3 separate regions of the Anser cygnoides genome follow, and regions 2 and 3 are each linked to region 1. A link is a contact called in public Hi-C data. All regions are on one chromosome and are shown on one strand. The core of a region is the stretch at or near the end of the contact, and the rest is flanking DNA. Distances in the headings are between cores, read along the strand shown. Region 1 holds the start of CHRM4 (cholinergic receptor muscarinic 4). Region 2 holds the start of ATG13 (autophagy related 13). Region 3 holds the start of PHF21A (PHD finger protein 21A).

Region 1 (3,284 bases), core at 374-2,873:
AGCCAAGGTGTGCTGGGCACCTCTCTCACTACGTTCATCCCTGCTTCTGGCTGTGTTTTGCTGGGGAGATGTCTGTCATTTCCGTTAAAAGAAAACAACAACAACAACAAACACGACCATGACAAGAGCCGGTATCAATAGGATCCTCTTGGGGATAGTTTAGAGAGAAAAACCATACTTCTTCTGCAAACTCAGAGTAATTGGATCGCAGCATTAATTAATCATTTCGGTTCATTTCTCTTCGATGAAAGAAAGCAGACTGACCTGTGGCGACGGGCATGCCCCTCTTGTGGAGGAACAAACCTCTTTTGCTGAAAGCCTTCCTGCATCTCCAGCCCACCCTGCCCGCCAGCCTCCAGCCCAGCCAAGCGTGCACCGGGGACGTGTCCCTATTTCTTAGCCTGTCCGTGAGGGTGAAGCCAGCCGCTCAGCTCCCCTGGGAGCATGTCCTGGGGTGCGTAAAGGCACCTAGCCCGGGCTATGGGCGCTCCGAGCACACGAGGCCGGGCATTAGGAAGCAGGCAGCAGTGCCCCGAGGTGGTGACAGCTCCACGCGTCCCGCTGCTACCTGTGATTTCAGCGCGAGCATTGCCACCCGTGATGTTTCACCGGAGGCCTGGGCCCTGGCTCCCTGGCATCTCGTGTGTTTCGCTAGCGCCAGGCTCAAGGAGCCGGGTGCCAGCCCCTGCTCACCCTGCCAGCAGCGCGGGGGAACCCGGCCGCTCTCCGAGGTCACCCCGGGTGCCCGGGGCGAAGCGGGGAGCCTCCGTGTGCTGACACCCACAGCCCAGCTCCTTGGCCGGCAGGGCACGGAGGCACGACGGCTATTTCCCAGCCGGGGAAGTGCCCCTCCAGCCCCGGTGTCTGCAAGGACCGGACGGCAAACGTGGCCGCGGCGCAGTCGGAGGGGCTTAAAGAAGGAGAGAGGAGAAGCCGGCGCTGCTTTGATTTGAAGGAGTGCCAAGAACCGTCCCCCTGGTTTGAAGCCAAAGCCATGATTTTGGGAAGGAGAAGGGTGGGGCTGCGCGACCCCCGCCCGTGGGCCCCGGGCAGCCGGGATGTCACCGGGATAGGGACAGGGGGGCAGCCGCGGATGGGGAGGAAGGGGGCGAGAGCTGCCCCTCGCTGCTGCGGGACGGGACGGGACGGGGGGAACGGGACGGGACGGGACGGGACAGGGGGGACGGGACGGGACGGGACGGCCAGCGGGGCGTGCAGAGGGGCAGGGGGCTGCCTGCCCGGGGAAAGTTGGCAGAGAGACCCCCCCCCCCGCCCCCAGCTCCCCCCGGTGTGCGACATCCCCGGGGGTGCGCGCCTCGGGAGCACGCCCCCCCCCACCCCCCCACCTCCTCCCGGCGCCCCCCGGCCCGGGGGTGCCCCCGGCCCCCCGCCACTCACCGGGCAGCCCCCAGGGCGCGCCGCCGCCCGCCGCCGAGCGGTTGTCAGCGGCCATGCCGCAGCGCCGAGCACGCCGCCGCCCCGTCGGGGGCTCCGGTGCTCATGGCCCCGGCCGGCTCCTCCCGGCTCCCGGCTCCCGGCGGCGCCGTGCGGAGGGCGGGGAGGGGCGTGGGGAGGAGGAGGAGGAGGAGGGGGAGGACCCGGCTCTGCCGGCTCGGCCCGGTGCCCCCCCCTCCCCACCCCCAAAAGTGCCTCCCCCCCCCCCCCCCACCCCAACCCAGCATCGCCACCGCCACCACGTCGGGGGGAGGCTTGGAGAGGGGGGGGGACCACGGCGTCACGGTGCCGCGGCCAATCCCCGCGCCGCTGCCTCCCTCCCAAAATAAAATAAATAATTAAAAGAAGCGGGTGCCCCCCTTTTTTAACCCCCCCCCCCCCCCCTCCGCAGCAGCCCCGGCAGCACCGCGGACAGCGCCCGAGGCTCGCCCCGGCCGGGCCGACGCCGCCCGGAGCCCCCCGGGGCCGGCGGAGCCCCGCCGGGTGCTCACGGCCAAATCCCCCCCAGCTCCTGCCCCGGCCCCTCTCACGGCTCCCGCACCCGGAGAGCGGCCTCTGATGGCAGTGCGCCCCCCCCGGGGCCGGGAGATGTGCCCCTCCGCTGGGGTTTGGCCTCTCAAACCCAAATGCTGACCCCCCCCCCCCCCCCAAATGCTGTAAAGAAAACTGCTGCGCCCCGGGCGGACTCATCCGAGCGAGGAAATGTCTGCCTCAAAGACAATCTGATTGCACCGGGGTTGGGTTGTTTGATTGGGCTCTTGTTTGAAACTACAACTCCCCGTGGGTAGACAAAAGAGTGTAATGAACAGCAAGAAGCCTTCTTCCAAAGCTGATCCGGCACGGAGATAAAAACGTGCAACCAAATTAAGTACAAAAGTTTTCAACTTTTAGCTCTTCTCCCAGCGCTGTTCTCTCTCACTAGGCAGAAGAAGTGGAGCCTCCGAAGGCCCAGGCTCGGGTTCTGGTTAGAAGTCGCGTTTGCTGCTCTCTCCTCGGAACACTCGCATGTCCCTGCCTCACCCGTTTCTTTCCATCCTCTGTTTTTGGATGGCTTCTCCTTTTTTTTTCTTTTTCTTGGCCGTGCCCCGAGCTTCGCTCTGCCTGACAGCCCATCAGCAATCCCCGCTCTCCCACTACCGGTTCGGGAGCCTCCACCGGGCTCTGCCGCAAATCGTGCCCTCGGCCCAAGCCACCACATCTGCCTAGAGGCGGGCAAAATCCCCTCTCTCCCCCTGTACAGATGCTCTCAGACACACTCACAAGTTCTTGCTCCCCATCCTTCCACTGAGGCCCTCCCTTGCCCCTCACGGATCCTCTCATACTCCCGGCTGCCTCCCGCAGCGCAGCGCGAGCCCAGCCCCTGCCCTGCAGCAGCCCCGCTCCTGTGAACCCGGCAGACCCATCCTGACATCTTTAATATTCATAAAAGTCAACCCCAGTCTAAAGAAAACGTGGCTGATGATGAAAGTATTTACATTGCAAATCGCTTTTAATAACCCTCCAGTAGTCAGCTTGCTGATAAATGCTAATCTGTCTATCAGCCCCCCCCAAAAAATATAATAATAATAAAATAAAAATAAAAAAGAACCCGAAATGGAGAGGCAGAGAGCTGGGAAGCAGACAGTGACAGTGAGGGGGCCTCAGCCCCAGGCATCCCTGACCAACTGTGAACTCCTGCTCCTTCTGCAGGTGCAGGATCAGACACAACATCTCCATGTTACACATCATCTCACCCGATTTTAGCCCTCTAAAACGCTGAACACCAGGCATAGCCAATTGCTTGAGCCCATCCAAACCACTTTTGGGGCGGCCCAGAGATCACACACACC
Region 2 (3,229 bases), core at 118-2,617, 140 kb after region 1:
GCGTAGATACAGAATAACTTATCTCTCAGGCTAAAACAGAAAACATGAAAGAGCAACGATAACTCTGGTTTACAAATGTGACAAACAACAAAGTAAAGAGACTCCCTTTTACAGAGGGAAATCCTTGAAGTATGTGGAATAGTTCTAAGAGAATCCATTTACTGTGCAATACAGTGAAAGTAAGACAACTGGACTAAGAGCATAAGCAGAATGAAAAATTGCATAATTCAGCTTAGAAAGGGGTAGAATTCTGAAAAGGTCAAATACAAATTAAATTATACAAATCAGTACAAATTACAATATGAATACAAATTAATATATACAATGATCGGAGTATATAAAACACAGACTGCAAGTTACTGTTGTACGCTTCCAAGAGGAGGACAGTCCAAACTGAATCTCAAGTCTCGAGGAATTTGCAGGAAAGCAATCTGAACTAAACTTATCTCCTGTGTCCAGAGGCTCCCGACTCAAAGAGGAGCCAACGCAGAAAGAGCCATTCCACAGGAAAGAATGACGAAAAACCGACTTACCGAGTAGCCAGCCGTCTTTATGTAGCTCATTTTCGAACTGGCTTGTAAGGGCTGCCTGCTGTAACACGGTGCAGTCAGGCAGGCTGCCTGGCCAATGCGTTTCTGCACTCAGCAGGACTCCTCTGGCGTCGCACACCATCAGGCAGTTCAGGGAGTGGAGGCCCTTTCGGTTCACGTAGGACAGGTCCTCGGCGTTCGGTGCTTTGATCGGCACGTGGGTGCAGTCGACAACCCCCAGCACCCCCGGCATGCCCGCCAGCCCGTAGAAGTCGTCCTTCAGGCTCTGCACCGTGGCTTCATCGTCAGGAAAGCGAATAAACTGCGAGGCTCTTTCCACCAGCGCCTCGGTGACGTTGGCAACGCAGCGGCTCATGGAGGCTTGGCTGATGCCAATGGCGTCCCCCATGCGGGTCTGGAAGGAGCCGGAGGTGTAGAAACCCAGCGCGGCGAGGATCTGCGTCTCCGGGCTGATGGCCCTGGAGCGCTGCGTGGGGCGCGAGAGGCTGGCTCCCAGCAGCTCCACCAGGTAGTAGATGAACTGTCGGGGAAAGCCGTACGTGGACACCAGGTACTCGTCCGTGACATCCTCCAGCTTGAACCTGTCCAGCGTGCGGTGCCCGCGGCCGTACAGCAGCAGGTCGCAGTCCAGCACCGCGATGGGCACGGCCATGGCTGGCGGCCGGGGGCCCCTCGGGGGCTGCCCCGGGCACGGCGCTGCCCCCGGCGCCTCGGCCCGCACGAAGCCGGCGGGAAGGGGGCGCGGAGGGGCTCTGGCCGCCCAGCCGCTACCACCGCGCTGCCATCTCCCCGCCGCTCCCGTCCCGTAGCCACTCCGCTCCTCGCCGGACCTGCGTTGCCGAGACCCCCGGCCCGACCCCGCGGTAAGCCCGAAGCTCCGGGGCGCCGCGAGACCGCTGCGGACCCCCCGGGGCCGCCCCCCGCCGGGCAACGGGCGCGGCCCGGCCGCGGGCCCTCACCGCGGGGTCCCCGTGAGGCGGAGCCGGCCGGCGGCAGATTCGCCACGGCTTCACGCCGGCCTCCAGCGGCCGGGCGGCGGCCGGGCGGGCGGGCGGCTGCCAGGGGGGCGCTGCCCCTCTGCTCCCCGCCTCGCCTCCTCCCTCCCCGGCGGGGCCGGGCGGGGAGCGGCGGCCGCTGCTCGCGTGTGGAAAGTGCGGCCGCGGACGCTCAGGCGGCGCCTCCCCCGCCGCGGCGGATGAAAACAAGCGGCCGGGATGGCGGCGGCCGGGATGGCGGCGCGGCGCGGGCCGCGGCTCTGAGGCGGTGAGGAGCCCCGCCGCCACCGCGTCTCCCCACGGGGGCCGGGCCGGAGGCAGCGGCCGGGGCCGGGCGCGGGGAGCGGCGCTGAGGAGCGGGGGCCCCGCGGGATGAGCCGCCGGCACCGCCGCCCCCGCGCAGGTACCGGGGCTGAGCGGCGGGGGGGGGGGGCGGTGAGGGGGGGGAGCCCGCGGTGGGCGAGGGAGGCCCGGAGAGCCTGGAACGGGGCGAAACCCCCCTGTTCGTGTCAGCCGGGTCGGCCACGCGGCGTGTGGGCGTCGGGGAGGGCCGGGTGGATGGCCCCGTGGGGTTTCGGCCCTGTGGGGTTTCGGCCGTGATCCCGCACCTCAGCTTCTCCCAGGGGGCACACACGGAAGTTGGGGCTCGGTGTTTGTGGTCGTGGCCGTGGTGCAGCGTGTGCGGGGGCAGGCTCCTCGCTCTGCGTACTTCGGCCTGGTAAACAAAGCGAGGGATGGACCTTGGGGCTGGCACCGTGTTCAGACCGAGGGGAAGTACGGAATGTGACTGGAGTTATTTCGTTGTGTTCTTCAGCCAGGGGAGCTGGCAGGGCTGCCCTTGATAAGGTATTTCCTAAGTGGGAAGGCATTTACCAGTGGTGAAGTAAATCTACTTCCTGATCAGCAGGAAAATTGCCTCCTTATCAGTCAAAACTTAGCCATTCCGTGAGCTACAAGGCCTTTGATCAGAATATTTGTATCATGTGAAGCAATTTTTTTCCTAGAATCTGCTCTCTTTTAAATCCATACACTTTAAAGAATGACTATGGGACATCTCAACATTCAGAACAGTTTTCTCCTTCCTTCTTTCTCCCCAGGTTCCTGACTAACCCACTAAGCAGAGGAAATGGAGATTAACTTCTAGTAACTGTAGGATCCGTGTAGAGTTTGATTTACAGGCCTCGCCTTGAAGCAGAGCACTTTTCAGCAGAGATCTTTTTATAGTTGCTTATTAATGTGCTCAAAATACCTGCTTGCACTGAAGCTCCGTGATCGTTGACGGAGATCTTCTAGGAAAGCCTTCTTGGCAGTCAAGCCTATTTATCAAAGGCACTCTATTAAAAGCTTCCAAAACTTCTATGCACTTGTTTACCTGAGTGATTCAATAAGGAGCTTCTGGAGCTTCACGGAGGACGTACTCAGAGATGAGATCTGGGTCCTGTATTTACAAGAAAGCTCTGAAAGAGTGGTAAGGAACAGGGAACCCAGTCAGGGGCCACAATCAAATAGATAATTTGGGAGGGGGAACTGGGATGAGCGCGGTCTGCCTCTTAGGAATGAGAAGGGCTGTCACTGCCCTGTGCTCTATTTAATGTCAGCGTGCTGCTCTGGGGTAGAAACCTTGACTAATTATTGTGCGTATCTGTTTTAAAGGAAAGCATGATGAGGTAAAGCTGTAGCAGC
Region 3 (3,572 bases), core at 221-2,720, 150 kb before region 1:
AACTGAAACTACTCAGGTGTCTTCATTGTTACAAGCAAGCACAGTGAGGAAGGGAAAAAAAAAAAAAAAGGTAAACAGACAGCCCAAACCCTTTTTATTTATGATATCCGAGAATCTACAGCTCAGAGGAAAAGAAGCTACGTTTCTGTGTTTGGGTGCGCGGGAGCGCCCGTCCCTTAAGATGACGAGGAGCACCAGCAGGTCTAGTTAAGGAAACTTCAGCAGCCCAGAGGAGCCGGCTCCTCGCGAGCCCTGCCACTGCTGGGCGCGTGCCCCTACCTGGATCTCCCACACTCGGCCCCACAGCGCTCGCCTTCCTCGCACCACGCGCGTTATTACCCCCCGTGGGATCTTTCTACACGCAGCCTCCCCAGTGAACAAAAGTTCATTGTCAAGCTCGGCGCTTGGGCCCAAACAAACATCCAGAGGGTAGGAGGGGGAGAAAGGAGAGGAAGTGCTGCTATCCGCAATGCCAAGGTTCGCGGGCAATCACCGTTACTCACAATTAAAAAGTGGGAACAGGTGTAGCAGATATCATACTTTGATAGCTGAACAAAGAATATTACGGCACGTGACCGAAATGTGATGACATTTGTTCACCAATCGAAAACAAAAGCCACTCTCCAATGGCACTCTTTCCTCCACCCCCAAGAATTAGGAACTTGGAAGTCTCTCCATATTGAAACACATCTGCTCTCAGCCTCATTTTCTGACACTTGAGAAGAAGTTGAATGAGGAGCTCCATGCATTAGCCCAACGCAAATCCACCTAAAAGCCCAGGTGTACAATCCTACCCCAGCACCCACCGAACTGCAGATGCGTTTGGGGAAAAAGCTCGACCGACAACGAAGCTCGGAATAATAAAGGGAAAGAAAGAAAAACAACAACAACACACACACACAAAAAGAAGGAAAACACCACCACTGAAAGGCAAGTGAAGAAAGGAGCATGCACAAGAGGACTGTACCAAATGGCAGAGTCCCACATACAGCCCCGCTCCACCTACACAGACGCAAACGCAGGAGGGAGGGAAAAAAATAAAATTAAAAAAAAAAAAAGTAGACATCTGTAATCCCAGCAGCGGCCGTGCCAGAGCAGAAGTGTGAAATCCCAGAGGCGTCCTTGCACTGAGCTTTGTACCTGTGCAGGAAGGGCAGCCCCAGGGCGAGGGGGGCAGGAGGGACTTGCGAATAACAAGTTGCAGAAGAAACGGAATTTTCCCGGCGCTACTCGGGCCACAAAGACGAATGAAAGGAAGGAGGAGGAAGGGAGGAAGAGAAGGGAAGGGAAAAAAAAAAAAAAAAAAAAACCTGCGGCAGCGGCTTTACTACGAATTATCAATCACCGAGAGCGGCATCATTTCCGAGCCCGTCATAAAACTTCCCCGACAGCATCACGGCGAAGGACCCGGCCGAGAGAAAAAGGGCCTGGAAATCATCATCCCGGCGAACCCCGGAGGGGAGGGGACCAGGCTCCCTCCCTCCCTCCCCCACCCCTCCCTCCCTCCCTCTCCCCTCCCTCCCTCCCCGGTGCAATGTGTCATCTCCTTCCCCTGCTCCTCCCCCCAACCCCAATGTGTCACCTCCTCCTTTCACCCCAAGTGTCACCCTCCTCCTCCTCCTCCTCCTCCTCCTCCACCTCGCCCGCTCCCAAACTTCTGCCGGCGCCCGCCGGGGGAAGGGGAAGGGGGAAGGAGGGGGAGGAGGAGGAGAAGGGGGGGGGGGGGGGACACAAACACACACAGAGGGGGGACACCCGCAGGACAACCCCCCCCCCCCCAAGCCCCGGGGAGGGGCCGCGGCGAAGTTGGTGCTCCTCAGCGCCAAGTTGGCCGGAGAGTGGCGGCGGGGGTCGGGGGGGGCAGGGGAGGAGGAGGAGGAGGAGGAGGAGGAGGAAGGCGGGATACTACACCCTGCTGGCGGCGGCGGTGCTGCTGCGGGCCGGCCGGGGTCCCCCGGGCAGGACCTCCCTGTGGGGGGGCAGAGCTCTTCTTCATAGGGGGGTGCTGGCGAGGCCGCTCCGGCGGGGCTGCCCGCTCCTGGGCGCCCCTCGCTCTCCTCCTCTCACTTTTCTTTAAGCTAAGCGGGGAGTGGAAGATGGTAGGTTGCTCCCTTCTCCTCCTCCTCCTCCTCCTCCTCTTCGCTCGGCTCTCGCCTCTCTGGGGTCCTGTTCCTTCCCCCCCTCGGCGGGGGGCTCCTCCTGCGGCGGGGAGGAGGGGGCGGGCGGGGAGGGAGGCACGGAGCCGGCGGGGCGCCGGAGGAGAGAAACTGTGACACAAAAACAAGCCGGGAAGCTCAACTCTTCTTCAATCCCATTCACCCGGCCCGGCCGCAGCACCGCTCCGCGGGATCCCTCCGCCGCCGGCCTCCCTGCTCCGCTCTGCTCTGCCTGCCTGCCTGCCTGCCTGACTGACTGCCTGCCCGGCGCGCGCTCCCGACGCCCCGCCGGGCGCGCGCACCGGAGCCCTGAGGGAACGGGACGAGGGAAGCGGGGGGGTCCCGGCCCGCCGCCCCCCTGCGGGGACAGCCGGGCGGAGGGGCGGCGGGGACGGGGACGGGGGGGGGGTGGCGGCGAGGGCGGTCTCGGCGGCTCCTCCTGAGGGGGACTACTTGACGCGTCGGTGCGGCGAATTTATTTCCCTTTGCCTAAGGAACGGGCTGTGCTGCGGCCCCCATTGCCTAGGGAAAAAGCCCGGATGTGAAGTGAGTGAAACTAAAGTCGGCCGAAGTAGGGCACCAAACTCTGCCGGGGCGGGCGGCGGGACCGGCACCGCGCCGCCATCGCCGCCGCCTCAGGGGAACCCACGGGGGAGAGTTCGTGAAGGGGGGGGGGCAACCAGCACCCCCCCCCCCCCGTTTTATAACCCCCCCCCCTCACACACACACACACACAGCGCGTCCCCTCCCCCCGGCCGGCCGGCGCGGGTGCGCGCTCCCGCTGCCGGTGCCGCGCGCGGGGCCCCGCCGCGAGGGGCTCCGCACAGGAAGTTGATGCAACAGGGCCGCCGGGCGGGGGGGGGCGCGCGCAGGAAGCTGCTGCTGCTGAGGCGATGGGGGGGGGGGGGGGGAACGGGCCGCGGGAGCGCGCAGCTCCTCGTCCCCTCAGCGCGCGGGCACGGCGCGGGGCCCCGCCGGGGCTGCCATGTTCCGGGCCGGGGATAGGGGGGGGGGGGGGGAGGCGGGTTTCGGTGCTGTGCGGCAGCGAGTTTTGAGGTATTTTTGGTGTGTTCTTTTTTTTTTCCCCTCTTTTTAACGGTCTCGCGCCGCTTTATTCCCTCAGAACGCCGCCGAGGAGAAGCGCGGCGCGCGCACGGCCCCGCGGGTGCCTGAGGGGACCGCGGGCGGCTGGCGGGGGGCGGCCGCGCTCCGTCCCGCTGCCGTGAGGAGACCGGGCTGTCCGCCCCCCGCCGGGGCCGCCCGGGCCCTCTTTAGTTAATTACGGTTAATTTGCTGCTCCTCCGCCAGCCGGTGGCCGAGTTCTGGGTGGTTTGCCTGTGAACTTCGCGGCGCTGGGTGCCTGTCTTAAAGCTGCAGCTCCTGGGCTCGCGCAGTTGTGGGAGAAACTTGGGTTTA

What was found. Hi-C and Micro-C count contacts between places; a contact is called where the count stands out from the background.
Region 2: a Hi-C map of liver shows a contact between it and region 1, with 6 times the contacts expected there. The contact joins the promoter of ATG13 here to the promoter of CHRM4 in region 1. A contact is called at or near these places in 2 of 7 Hi-C or Micro-C datasets (both in liver).
Region 3: a Hi-C map of liver shows a contact between it and region 1, with 2.2 times the contacts expected there. The contact joins the promoter of PHF21A here to the promoter of CHRM4 in region 1. A contact is called at or near these places in 2 of 7 Hi-C or Micro-C datasets (both in liver).

The regions. Positions count from the first base shown.
Region 1 is chr5:34,409,527-34,412,810 of Taihu_goose_T2T_genome, forward strand. CHRM4 (cholinergic receptor muscarinic 4) reads right to left here and starts at 1,624. Exons shown (of 3, transcript XM_066997844.1): 1 at 1,399-1,624. The coding sequence starts at 1,453.
Region 2 is chr5:34,552,529-34,555,757 of Taihu_goose_T2T_genome, forward strand. ATG13 (autophagy related 13) reads left to right here and starts at 1,368. Exons shown (of 18, transcript XM_066998753.1): 1 at 1,368-1,414. HARBI1 (harbinger transposase derived 1) reads right to left here and starts at 1,347. Exons shown (of 2, transcript XM_013193082.3): 1 at 534-1,347. The coding sequence starts at 1,203.
Region 3 is chr5:34,262,087-34,265,658 of Taihu_goose_T2T_genome, forward strand. PHF21A (PHD finger protein 21A) reads right to left here and starts at 1,471. Exons shown (of 17, transcript XM_066997838.1): 1 at 1,311-1,471.